2 separate regions of the Mus musculus genome follow, and region 1 is linked to region 2. The links are chromatin contacts, called in public promoter capture Hi-C maps. All regions are on one chromosome and are shown on one strand. Each heading gives the region's core, a stretch centred on a gene start, on an enhancer-like site or on the middle of the called end of the contact. The rest is flanking DNA. Distances are from core to core; before and after follow the strand shown. Region 1 has its middle 17 kb from the start of Gm23092. Region 2 holds the start of Areg (amphiregulin).

Region 1 (5,504 bases), core at 2,028-4,527, 61 kb before region 2:
TCTGATTTCCTCTTACCTCTCTGGCCTATTCCCTTGCTTAACCACGTTTCTGAGGATCTCCACATCTCTAGTCACTGGGATTCTTCAGCATTTTGTTCTGGATTCCTTCCTTCCTTCCTCTCCCTCTCCCTCTCCCTCTCCCTCTCCCTCTCCCTCTCCCTCTCCCTCTCCCTCTCCCTCTCCCTCTCCCTCTCCCTCTCCCTCTCCCTCTCCCTCTCCCTCCCCCTCCCCCTCCCCCTCCCCCTCTCCCTCCCCCTCCCCCTCTCCCTCCCCCTCCCCCTCTCCCTCTCCTTCCCCCTCCCCTCCCCTCCCCCTCCCCCCTCTCCCTCCTTTCTTTCTGTCTCTGTGTGACTCTCTGTCTCAATCTGTCTCTGTCTATCTTTATCTGTATCTGTCTGTCTCTCTGTCTCTCTTGCTGCATATATTTAGTCTATCCTTTAGATTGTAAACTCTGTGTAAATGACAGATCTTACATGAGTCTTCATTGGTATTTTTACCATAAGAATTCATTCACTTCCTGACTGACTGCCACATGTGGCTATTTCTAACCTAGCAAGTGCATAAGCTGGCTTTAAATCTCTCTATTAGCCAGACACGGTGGAGCACAACCTCAGCAGAGGCAGAAGCAGGCAAATCTCCATGAGTTGGAGGTTATTGTGGAATACACAGTAAATTCCAGGATATCCAGAGCTCAAAAATTGAATGAATGAATAAATGAACATGTCCCTACTTATTTCTCTTTTCTGTTATTCTAATCTTAAAGAAAGGCAAGAGAAACCCAGAACTTCACCTTAATAAGTTCTTTCTTAAGGTCTGCTTCCAGGAACTCTCTAGACTATATACTGCTACCGTCACAAAGTGGAGCTTTCCACCTATGGCTCTCTCCGCTTCTTGATTTCAGTGTGGATGATACCTTGTAAATGTCTATGTTAATTCAAAATAGTGACTTGACTCATAAACCGAATCCTCAAGAAAGCCAGTGGCTGCTTTTATGTTCCCATTTCCACCCCCATTAATGGGCTGAGAGAGTGGTTCAGATGCTGGTTTCTCTTACTTCTCCAGTGTTTTCTACTCAGCGTGCTCTCTCTGCAACCCTCTTCCTTTCTCCTCCGTCATCCACACACATCCACATCACGTGACTTCAGCATCATTCAACACTCTGCCACCCACAGTGTTTCAACATGGGATTCCTCTCTCTGTCTGTAATCCTCTCTTCTCCCACCTCTTCCAGTTCCTGATACCTATAGTGGTTGCTCCTTAGCCTCATCAAAGCTTCCAGCCACCTGCCTCCTCTTTAGCTGGAATTCCAGCACTCCTTTTCTGGAAGCAATAAGCTCTGTACAGCCAAGAGTTCCCATACACCAGTCGTGCGTGCCGATCTTACAAGAGTCGGAGTGAGGACTGTGAGCCATAAAACACAATCACACTGCTCAATCAATGACCCTGCTGCTGCTGAGTATTCCTTTGATTCATCTGTCTTTTTTATTAATTAAATATTTCACCCTATATCTCAACACACTCACGCTGAACACAGGGGCTTTCCAATCGTTTCCTAGTATAAATAATTCAGATAAAGCAGTAGATGTTGTTCTAGGAAAGATTTTCTTTTTTACGTATTAAATTTTATGTAAAGCATCTTTGTCGCCAAGACAATAATCTGACTAAACACTGATGCAGCACATGCCAGGGAAAGATTACTGGTCATATTGGTCTCATATTTACCAAGTTCTATGAACAAAATCCCTTATGTAAGTTAGGGTCAGATTCACCTCATATTTACCACATGGTAGGATCAAAACCCTGTATACACTATTAGCTTAGGCCTTTTCACAAGTCAGTTAAAAGTACACCATTACCTTTTCCACTCTATAAGAACAGATCCAGGGTAGGCTCCTAAGATATCATAATTTGAGACCACACTTTTAATAATACATTTAGAATCTAATGTTGTTCATGTCATATTTAGAATATAATCAAATATGGTAGTTTATATGCTACTTTATGTAACATACAATTTTTAAAACCTAATACTGAAAAATGAACAATAATATCAGACTAGTATCTCTTGGCCCCAAACCAGCTGAGAGCCAGTGGAGTGGTTCAGTGGATAAAGGCACTTACCATGCAAAGCTGGATACCAGAATTCAATCTCAGAATTCCAGGGTGAAAGCACAGAAGGAAAAATTATCCCCTTTCCCAGTCCCCCCACCCACATAAATCCCCTATCTCATCCTCTTGCTTCTATGAGGGTGCTCCCCCATCGACCCACCCACTCTCAACTCACTACCTCACCACCCTGGCATTCCCCTACACTGGGGCATCAAGCCTTCACAGGACCAAGGACCTCTCCTCCCATTGAGGCCAAATAAGGCCATCCTCTGCTACATATGTAGCTGGAACCATGGGTCCCTCCATGTGTAGTTTTTGATTGGTGATTTAGTCCCTGGGAGCTCTGGGGGGTATGGTTGGTTGATATTGTTGCTCCTCCTATGGGGATGAAAACCCCTCCAGCTTCTTTGGTCCTTTCCATAGCTCCTCTATTAGGGTTCTCGTGCTCAGTGCAATGGTTGGTTGCGAGCATTCCCCTCTGTATTTGTCAGGCTCTGGCAGAGCTTCTTAGGAGACAGCTATATTGGACTCCTGTCAGTCACCAAGCACTTCTTGTCATTTTCAATAGTGCCTGGGTTTGGTGTCTATATATGGGGTGGATCCCCGGGTGGGGCAGTCTCTGGATATTTGTTTACCATATGCATATATTGTATGGAAGTGGAGGACAGAGAGGAGCTAGTTCTCTCTTATCATGAAGGTCTCTGTGATAGCACTCAGGTTATTAGACTTGGCTTCAAGTAGAGTTATGCACTGTACCATCTTGCTGGCCCAAGTATATGATTTTTACATATGTACTTATGTATATATTTATACACGAAATCCAATCCATGGAACTATCAATTTTAGCTTGTAATTTTATTTATTTAACTCAAATCAAGTTTGTTTGTTTGTTTGTTTGTTTTTCACCAAAGTGGTAGTGACTTTGGTGTTTGCAAGTCGTCCTCTTTTTATTGTTCAGCGTTCTGAGTTGCTGGTTTTGTTGTCTGGTGAAGTTCCTTGTTTGGTTTGACTGTTTAGCAGTTGTCTGGCTTAGGCGAGCCAAAGAAGGCCCTTGAGTTTCATTTCTCTCACATGCAAAGGGAAGATAACACTGCAATCCATGCCAGCTCCAGAGGGCAGGAGAAGGGTCAAGCAAGATAAGGAGTATGAAAGCGCTTCCCAGACCTCAAAGCACAGTGAGAGATTAGTCACCCACCACCTGACAGTTCACGTGAAGGAAATACTGCCCTCCCCAAGGGACAAAGGTGTAAAACTCAGAACTGCAGTAATGTTCAAAAGCCTCTGTAAAACAAACATGAAACTTTGAAATATTTCTAGTTTTTATTTTAATTGGCCAATCAAGAAAGAGGACTTTGCTCTTTCCAGTTTTAACCTTGGTAGACTAGAATTGATTCAATAGTTAAAGAAGGCTCACGAAAGAAAGAAAGAAAGAAAGAAAGAAAGAAAGAAAGAAAGAAAGAAAGAAAGGAAGCTAGCTCAAGGCCCATGATATACTATTCATTGACAGTCTTTTTATCTAAAATGCAGTTATAACAGTAGCATCCAGAAAATGTTTTCCTTTGCCTATAAAAGAGTATGTTCTTTTGTGGTTGCTAAGTGACATAACATTTTAGCAATAGTTAGATGCCTCTTAACAAAGGTTTGCTTTCTTAAGGGTGGTTTTCACTGTTCTTGTTAAGCAATAGGAGCTATCTGCCCTGCTAAGGGTTGAGGTGTTGTCTAAGACACAGAAGAAGAACACAATCATAGCAAATAAAAACCAAGAAGCAAGAGGCATGGAATAGTCTGCGTAGAATGCATTGTATTATTTAGTTCCAGCCACAGAACTTAGTATTCAACTTGAAACAATCAACTATCTAGCAAAAACAAAGCAAAGCAAACAGAAAACAAAACTGGGCACTCTGACAAGAAAAAGAAAAAAAAGAAAAGAAAAAGAAAATACCAGACAAATACTGTTTATACAAATAGAAAAGTGAATTCAGCCTTAAAGTTACAATAGTTTGACAATTATCCACATCAGAGTGGTTCTATTCTGAGTAAAGGCTATCCCTTATGTAATGTTGATTAAGAATTCAAGTAAAAAGGGCCCCGTGTAATCACATGTAGTCACGTATTCTAAAGCTATGTTACAGTAAGAATTGGAGTTTACCTCTCTAAGTAACATCATCATCATCTCTGTCACAGGGATGTGACAGAGTATCTGGCTCTGCTTGCAGGAATCAAACAAAACACGCATGCAAGTAACATTAAATTTGTGTATATTACATATATGCATACATCAATTAATGCAGAAATAGGCCCTAAAATTGAAAGAGAGCAAGGAAGTTATACAGGAAGATTTGCAGTGAGGAAAGAAAAGGGAGACGTATTATAATTGTGCTATACTCTCAAAAGCTAAGGAGTTACATCAAACAAAAGCTCTCTCATTCACCAGAGATCAGAATCCTCTGTTCAAGAAAGAAACCTAGATACTAACAAAGTCAGGAGCGTTTAAAATAGCCTCAGTTTTTATTAACATAAACTCCAAAAGGTAAGCATTAAAGGTTGCGAAAATGGCTAGAAGTACTGAGCGTTATAGACGTTTAAGTTGTTTGACATGGGGTTGTCTATTTAATTATATTTTATCATCTTCCTCCTTTGTCTATTCCCTTTAGCCGCTCATATGTCCTCTTCTGCATGAAAACGCTTCTAGCCGTGTGGACACAGGGGCCGATTTAAGAACGGGGGCTCCAGCCTGGTCAGAAAGACTGAGTTACTCTTGTGATGTTCATAGAGCTCTGCTTCCTTCTGTTGAATTCAGAGAGCTTTAGAGAGTGGAGCCAACGGGATAGCCTCGGTGATGATGCTTTAGTTTAATAGGTTACTGCTAGAAACAGAAAAGATTTCCCATGCTTTCTTGTTCCTCTGCCTGCTATGCTTCTCCTGGTCAAAAGATGGCAGTGTGCTAGAGTGTGGGCTCTCTAGGTCTGAACTGCACAGATCGAGTGGGTGGCTGTGATGCCGATTATGAATGTTGGCTTTGCGAACACCTTAGATGTCAGAACGGTGGAGGGTGCAGCCTGGCTCACCAAGAGAAATCTGCAAGTCTTTTGGCTTCTTAACTTTCCTTTGCTCAGGAGCTCCAGACAGTGTACGATCAGCTACATACCTCAGACACAAAGAAACACATTAATTGTTTCACACCAGAAATAAAAATGCAGCTGGCTTTCGAAGAATCCCAAATACAATCCACAGCCTGTTCTTAAGTAGAGACCATTGCCTTTCCTCACTGACATGTGGGAAGATGTTCACTGAAGTTTTTGTTTTCGGTTTTTTTTTTTTTAAATGAATACTTATAACGAAGAAGCTTGTTTTCATCACAGATTTCTTGTAGGGGTAAGCATATATGTTGGTGT
Region 2 (5,278 bases), core at 2,572-5,071:
AAATGATTTGGGTTACGTGAGACCCAGAAATCACAGCACTGAGAGCTACTTTGGCCTCATTAATTAAAGCAACACACACATGATAAAGCTGCACAGAATAGCTCTATCGGGCAGTGCACAGTAACCTCTGTTGCATGCCACTTGAATTCTTTTACCTAGGTATGCCTGTAGTTAGATGTACTGGACCTCGCATGACATAGAGGTAAATACATAGTTCAGTGAAGACAAGACTCATATTCTAGGACAAGCAGCTGGAACCCACATTTCAGCTTGTTTTGTTTGTTTGTTTGTTTGTTTTTCCATTCTATCATGTTCTTTTGAAGAAGGACAATGCCATTAAGATTGTGGTGTGAGACAAATCTGATTTTACTTGCCCACACACGTCTCAGGCTCCCTGTCTTAAGTTGGAAGTTAGTGGGTACCGCTTGAGGTGGAGAAAGCTGGAAAGTATTTATTATTATTATTATTATTAGTCATCATTATTATTAATAATAACAACGACAAATACCTTCCAGCGGGGTGGGGGGCTCGCTGTTGTGTTCAATCTATTTAAAATAGCGTGGAAATATTTGTCCCTGATGCCTCAGACTGTCACCTCAACTTATCAGCTCTGGAGTCTTAGGACTACGAAAGGTGTGGCTAATTACATGCTAAAGGCAGGAAAGGGAAGGTGCATTTTGTTGTGCTGGTCCTTGACTAGAAGTGTATGACAAAGCATTTAGCAAACAGAGACCCCAAGAAGGGAAAACACCACTAGTCCCAAAGGGTTTGCAAGCACCCGTTGCACAGAACACAAGAGACGTGTTAATAGAAGGCTTACAGGGGTGTCAAAGGCAGGGCCTCTGTCTTAAGAAAAGGATAACTATTAGGAATGTTTTAGGAGTTGACTTTAAGAGAATTAACAAAAGCTAAATTAGAAGTACTGTTAAATACGTGGCCATGCAGTGTTTCGACAGAAAAGTTCTTTTGATCATTATAAAGTGCAAGTTAGAGTAAGCCCTCTAGGGGAATTGTCTTAAATGAATTATCACTACATTTTATCAGATAGATTAGAAGTCTAAGCCAAATAATAGTCACTGTGCTGAAGTGTTTCGACAGACAAGATACCTCTGGGTATTTTAAGCAAACAGCCTTCCAAAAGAGCTCCAGCAACTGTCTCAGCTTTGTACATGTGTCACCGCAGTTCTTTCTAGGTGCTAGCCTCTTGCTCGCTCCAGAAGTTGACCTCCAGAACTGTTAGTAACTTAACACACCTTTAACAGGCTGCCGGACGCCTTGATGGTCCAACCTAATCCCCTTTCCTACTACAAATATTAAAAAATAAATAAATAAATTGAAAAAAAAAAAGATTGAGAAGCAAGGTATTGTCATAGAATGCTCACCAAGGGAGGTTTATCCCTGTCTCTGCCTCTGTCCCTCCTTCATTCCTCCTCCCCTCTGGGAGACTCCATTGGAGGAGGAGGAGGAGTCAGGGAAGCTGCTAGGGAAGTCTTAAGAGACCTTAATGAACTCTGATATCACCTCGCCCTGCCTCCAAGATCTGACTTATCAATGGCCTCTTCTCTCCAAATGACAAAGTAAAATGAGAGTGGTGAGCTTTTATCTCTCAAAAAACAAAACAAAACAAACAAACAAACAAAAACAAAAAACGTTATTTAAAAAAAAAAAAAAAAACATCTGTCTGATAGGAGAGAAAAAACAAAACAAAAAAACAACCAAACCAGGGATCAGTAGTTTGGATAAAAATAAAATCCACACATACATCTTTAACATTTCTAGGGTTCGTCATTATTCCTTCTGACCCCTTATTTGTGTTAGAATGCAGTTATTTTAAGTCAGGTAGTGTGGGGGAGGGGACACAAATGTTGAGCTACAAGGCTCACAGGAATGGTTAATGACGACCTATGCTCCCAGAATGGAGGTCATGTCGCATATTGGAAAAGACCATCATCCCAGGAGTCAAACAGATTGAGGTTCTGAATCTGACTCAGTTGCTTGTTCCCAGAGGCGGGAAAGGGGGTAGGGGGGCGGCACACAACCTTTCTGAGCTTCAATTCTTGTGTAAAATGAGCACAGTTATGTCTATGTACCAGAGTTGCAAACATTAAACATGCACATGAGGTTTTGATGAATGCCTTGGACTTTCAGGATGCAACCTCCACGTGGCTCTGAGGACTCGCAATAGCCACGCCTACAAAGCCTTTAGAAAACTGAGCCATCTCCCTTCTGAAGCCACTTTGCAGAGGTAAAACCCGCATCTCACAGACAACGCTTTCCTTGTGCCCTCCACTCACCTCTGACTGAATCATCTATAATATAGCCGGATATTTGTGGTTCATTATCATACTCCTCTGAGTAGTCGTAGTCCCCTGTGGAGAGTTCACTGCCAGAAGGCATTTCGCTTATGGTGGAAACCTCTCTTCCCACAGAAAGCTCAAGTCCACCGGCACTGTGGTCCCCAGAAAGCGATTCGCCTTTCCCTGAGCTGGGGTCATTGAGCTCCAAAGCAGCTGCATAATGGCCTGCAGGGACGGAGAGAATAAGAAGAGATGAGTCGGATACTTCTGTCTCAGTAAGTGAGCATTGCTGTGTAGACATGTGTGTCTCCTCATATCAAACAGTTACTGCATGTGTGCTATTGGGTGTTGGGATTTGTTTTTTGTTTGTTTTGTTTTGTTTGACTGAGTCGCTCATAGAAGCAACTTCCCAGTCTGCCAAGAAGCAAACTCAGTTGCCCAAATTACTGAGTTTCTTTTATCTGGGTTTTCTTTTCCAGATCGCCTACATTAATTTCCACAATTGGATAAGTCCTGCCAAGGCAATGCCCCCAGAATCACGTAACCCGCAATGTCTAAGTGGCCTACACCCTTCGGGTCTAACTTGGGTGCGCTTTTCCAAAGCTTTCCTGCCATCTTTTGACCGGTACTGATACATTTTAACTCTTGTTTACAGCCATTGAATCTGTACATAAGATGCAAAAGGTAGTGCCAATAGTGGCAAAGAGCAACGGTTTTTACCGTCTTTATCTATTATTATCACACAGAGAAAAGGTTCAGAGCCGGGTAACCCCTTGGAGGAGTCCTGAGCTTCAGTCCTTGATTTCATTTTAATTCTTTTTTTTTTTTTTAATATCAAGACAGCATTTGGCAGCGATGCTTTCAACCTCTGAACACTTTGAGTCTGCTTTGGAGAGGGAAAAATAAAATCACTAGACAGAAGAATGGAGACAGAAGGCAAAGAGCCCTCCTTCAAATCCTCCTGGATTAACTACTTTTGTAGAAACTACTTCACCTGCCTGGACCTCAGTTTCCTTAGTTATCAAAGAAAAGGGTGGGCTAAAATGACCTCTTAGGTTTCCATCAGCTGGTCCTTGGGTCATGCTAGAGACCTTGGGTCATGCTAGAGACTTCGTCTGCTTCTCTCACCCTCCTAGCATGAGCAATTTCAGGGGTATGAGCTAAGGGGATCTGCTCCCTGACGTTTGGGGAATGTCAAGAGGCAGCAGCATTCAAGGGGCAACAACCTGAGAGGTGGCGGATGCTCACCTGAGCCTAAGACCAGCAGCAACAGCACTGAGCGCGCCAGCGGTAGCAGCGGAGTTCTCATTGGTTCCACCGGCCGGCAGCGTCTCGGTCTCTGCAGCAACACGACAGCGGCTCCGGGCGGCGGGAGCAGCGGAACCACGGAGCAGCGGGCGAGCACCGGCGCAGGGAAGCCCAGCCCGCCGGGCTCCGGACGGCTGGAGCGGCCAGCGCCTCAGGCTCAGCTGGAGATGTCCGGGCGGTGGCCGCGGGTCAGAAGGGAGCGAAGGAAGCGGGATCCAGGGTGCGGCGAGCACCTGCTGCTTTTATAGACCCGCTGGAGCCACCGCCCGTGACGTCACGGACCAGCCCTGGGTGGAGGCGGGAGGTTACTACTCCAAAAACCCAGCTGACGCGGGAGGAAGTGGGGATCGAGCCCTGATTACGCGGGGAGAAACTTTCCCACTCGCGTTGTGTTTTAAGTTAGAGTGGTGCTGAGGAGCTGACAGCCCAAAGAAACTCTTTGCATATACATTAACAGGACAGCAGGCCGGGACATTAAGTACCAAAGTCCCATTTTAGGATGTTTGTGGAGCTTTCAGAGCAACTGTGGCTTAGTGATGTTAGCCCGAAGACTTTGAGGAGGATAAACGAAGCGCTAAAGGACTCCTAATAACCTAGTTATCAATCAGACACCCTCCCTGCGGCCTTCCTCTCTGCAGTATTTGCTGGTCTTTCTACTCGAATTACACTTAAGGTTTTAGCTGGGCGTGGCCAGACAGTGGCACTTAGGGAGACTGAAGTAGAGGTTACAGGGAGAAGTTAACCTGAGCTGTATCATGAGACCAATAATAAGTTGCTGGGGATAAGTGTGCTCCCCTATTTTACAAACCAATAAAAGACAGATGTAAAAAGCAGAAAAAAATGAATTAACTCAAACACACATTATGTAGATTTGATTCAAATTAGTTTGTCACTGAAATCTGCCCCTTGCAGCTCTGATAAAGAGATTGAGGGCTAAACTGACCTTTAAGAAGAGGGTTGCTGGGCAGAAGAAAGTTTCATAGAAAAGGAAAGTTGTCAAGATGATTTAGGTGTTCAAATTGGAAGAATCCAGGGAGGCCCTCATTTCCAGCCTGAGAGAGAGCCCTAATGGGGACACATCTGCGACTCCAGCACCCAGGCTAGAGGAACTTCCAGGCCCACCCAGGCAACAGAGCAAATGTGAGGGGCTATTTGGGCTAGCAGAAAGACTGGTGTGTGTGTGTGTGTGTGTGTGTGAGAGAGAGAGAGAGAGAGAGAGAGAGAGAGAGAGAGAGAGAGAGAGAGAGAGAAAGGAGAGGAGAGAGAAAGGAGAGGGGAGGGGAGGGGAAGGGAGGGGAGGGGAGGGGAGGGGAGGGGAGGGGAGAGGGGAGGAGAGGAGAGGGAACCGAACCCCACTGGGGGCATATTTAGCTGCAAAGGAAGTGAGGGCAGTTACTTCCCCGAACTCTCATGCTCTAGTAGCTCAGGACACGCAAACTTTATATGCCCCAATACAGGGGAACGCCAGGGCCAAAAAAATGGGAATGGGTGGGTAGGGAAATGGGGGGGGGAGGGTATGGGGGACTTTTGGGATAGCATTCTAAATGTAATTGAGGAAAATAGGTAATAATAAAAAATATTAAAAAAAAAAAAAAAAAGAAATGGATTTCTCTTGGCTTAAAGAAAACAAGACACACTTTCTCTAAGCTGTTTCCTGCCCTTATCCACGACCC

What was found. Promoter capture Hi-C pulls out the DNA fragments that hold promoters and counts their contacts.
Region 1: a contact with region 2 is called in a promoter capture Hi-C map of liver, with 3 times the contacts expected there. The contact joins the enhancer-like site here to the promoter of Areg in region 2. A contact is called at or near these places in 3 of 39 promoter capture datasets (embryonic stem cells and liver), 1 of 484 Hi-C or Micro-C datasets (liver) and 2 of 9 other capture datasets (adipose tissue and liver).

Annotation. Positions count from the first base shown.
Region 1 is chr5:91,198,379-91,203,882 of GRCm38.p6, reverse strand. No RefSeq gene overlaps it. Among named protein-coding and RNA genes, the nearest start is that of Gm23092, 17 kb to the left of the region's middle. Within about 2 kb of position 3,277, at least 16 of the 459 cell types and tissues checked have an H3K27ac peak or open chromatin away from gene starts, as enhancers often do. A contact at or near this core is called in liver, where this site is marked.
Region 2 is chr5:91,138,142-91,143,419 of GRCm38.p6, reverse strand. Areg (amphiregulin) reads right to left here and starts at 3,821. Exons shown (of 6, transcript NM_009704.4): 1 at 3,546-3,821; 2 at 2,295-2,522. The coding sequence starts at 3,606.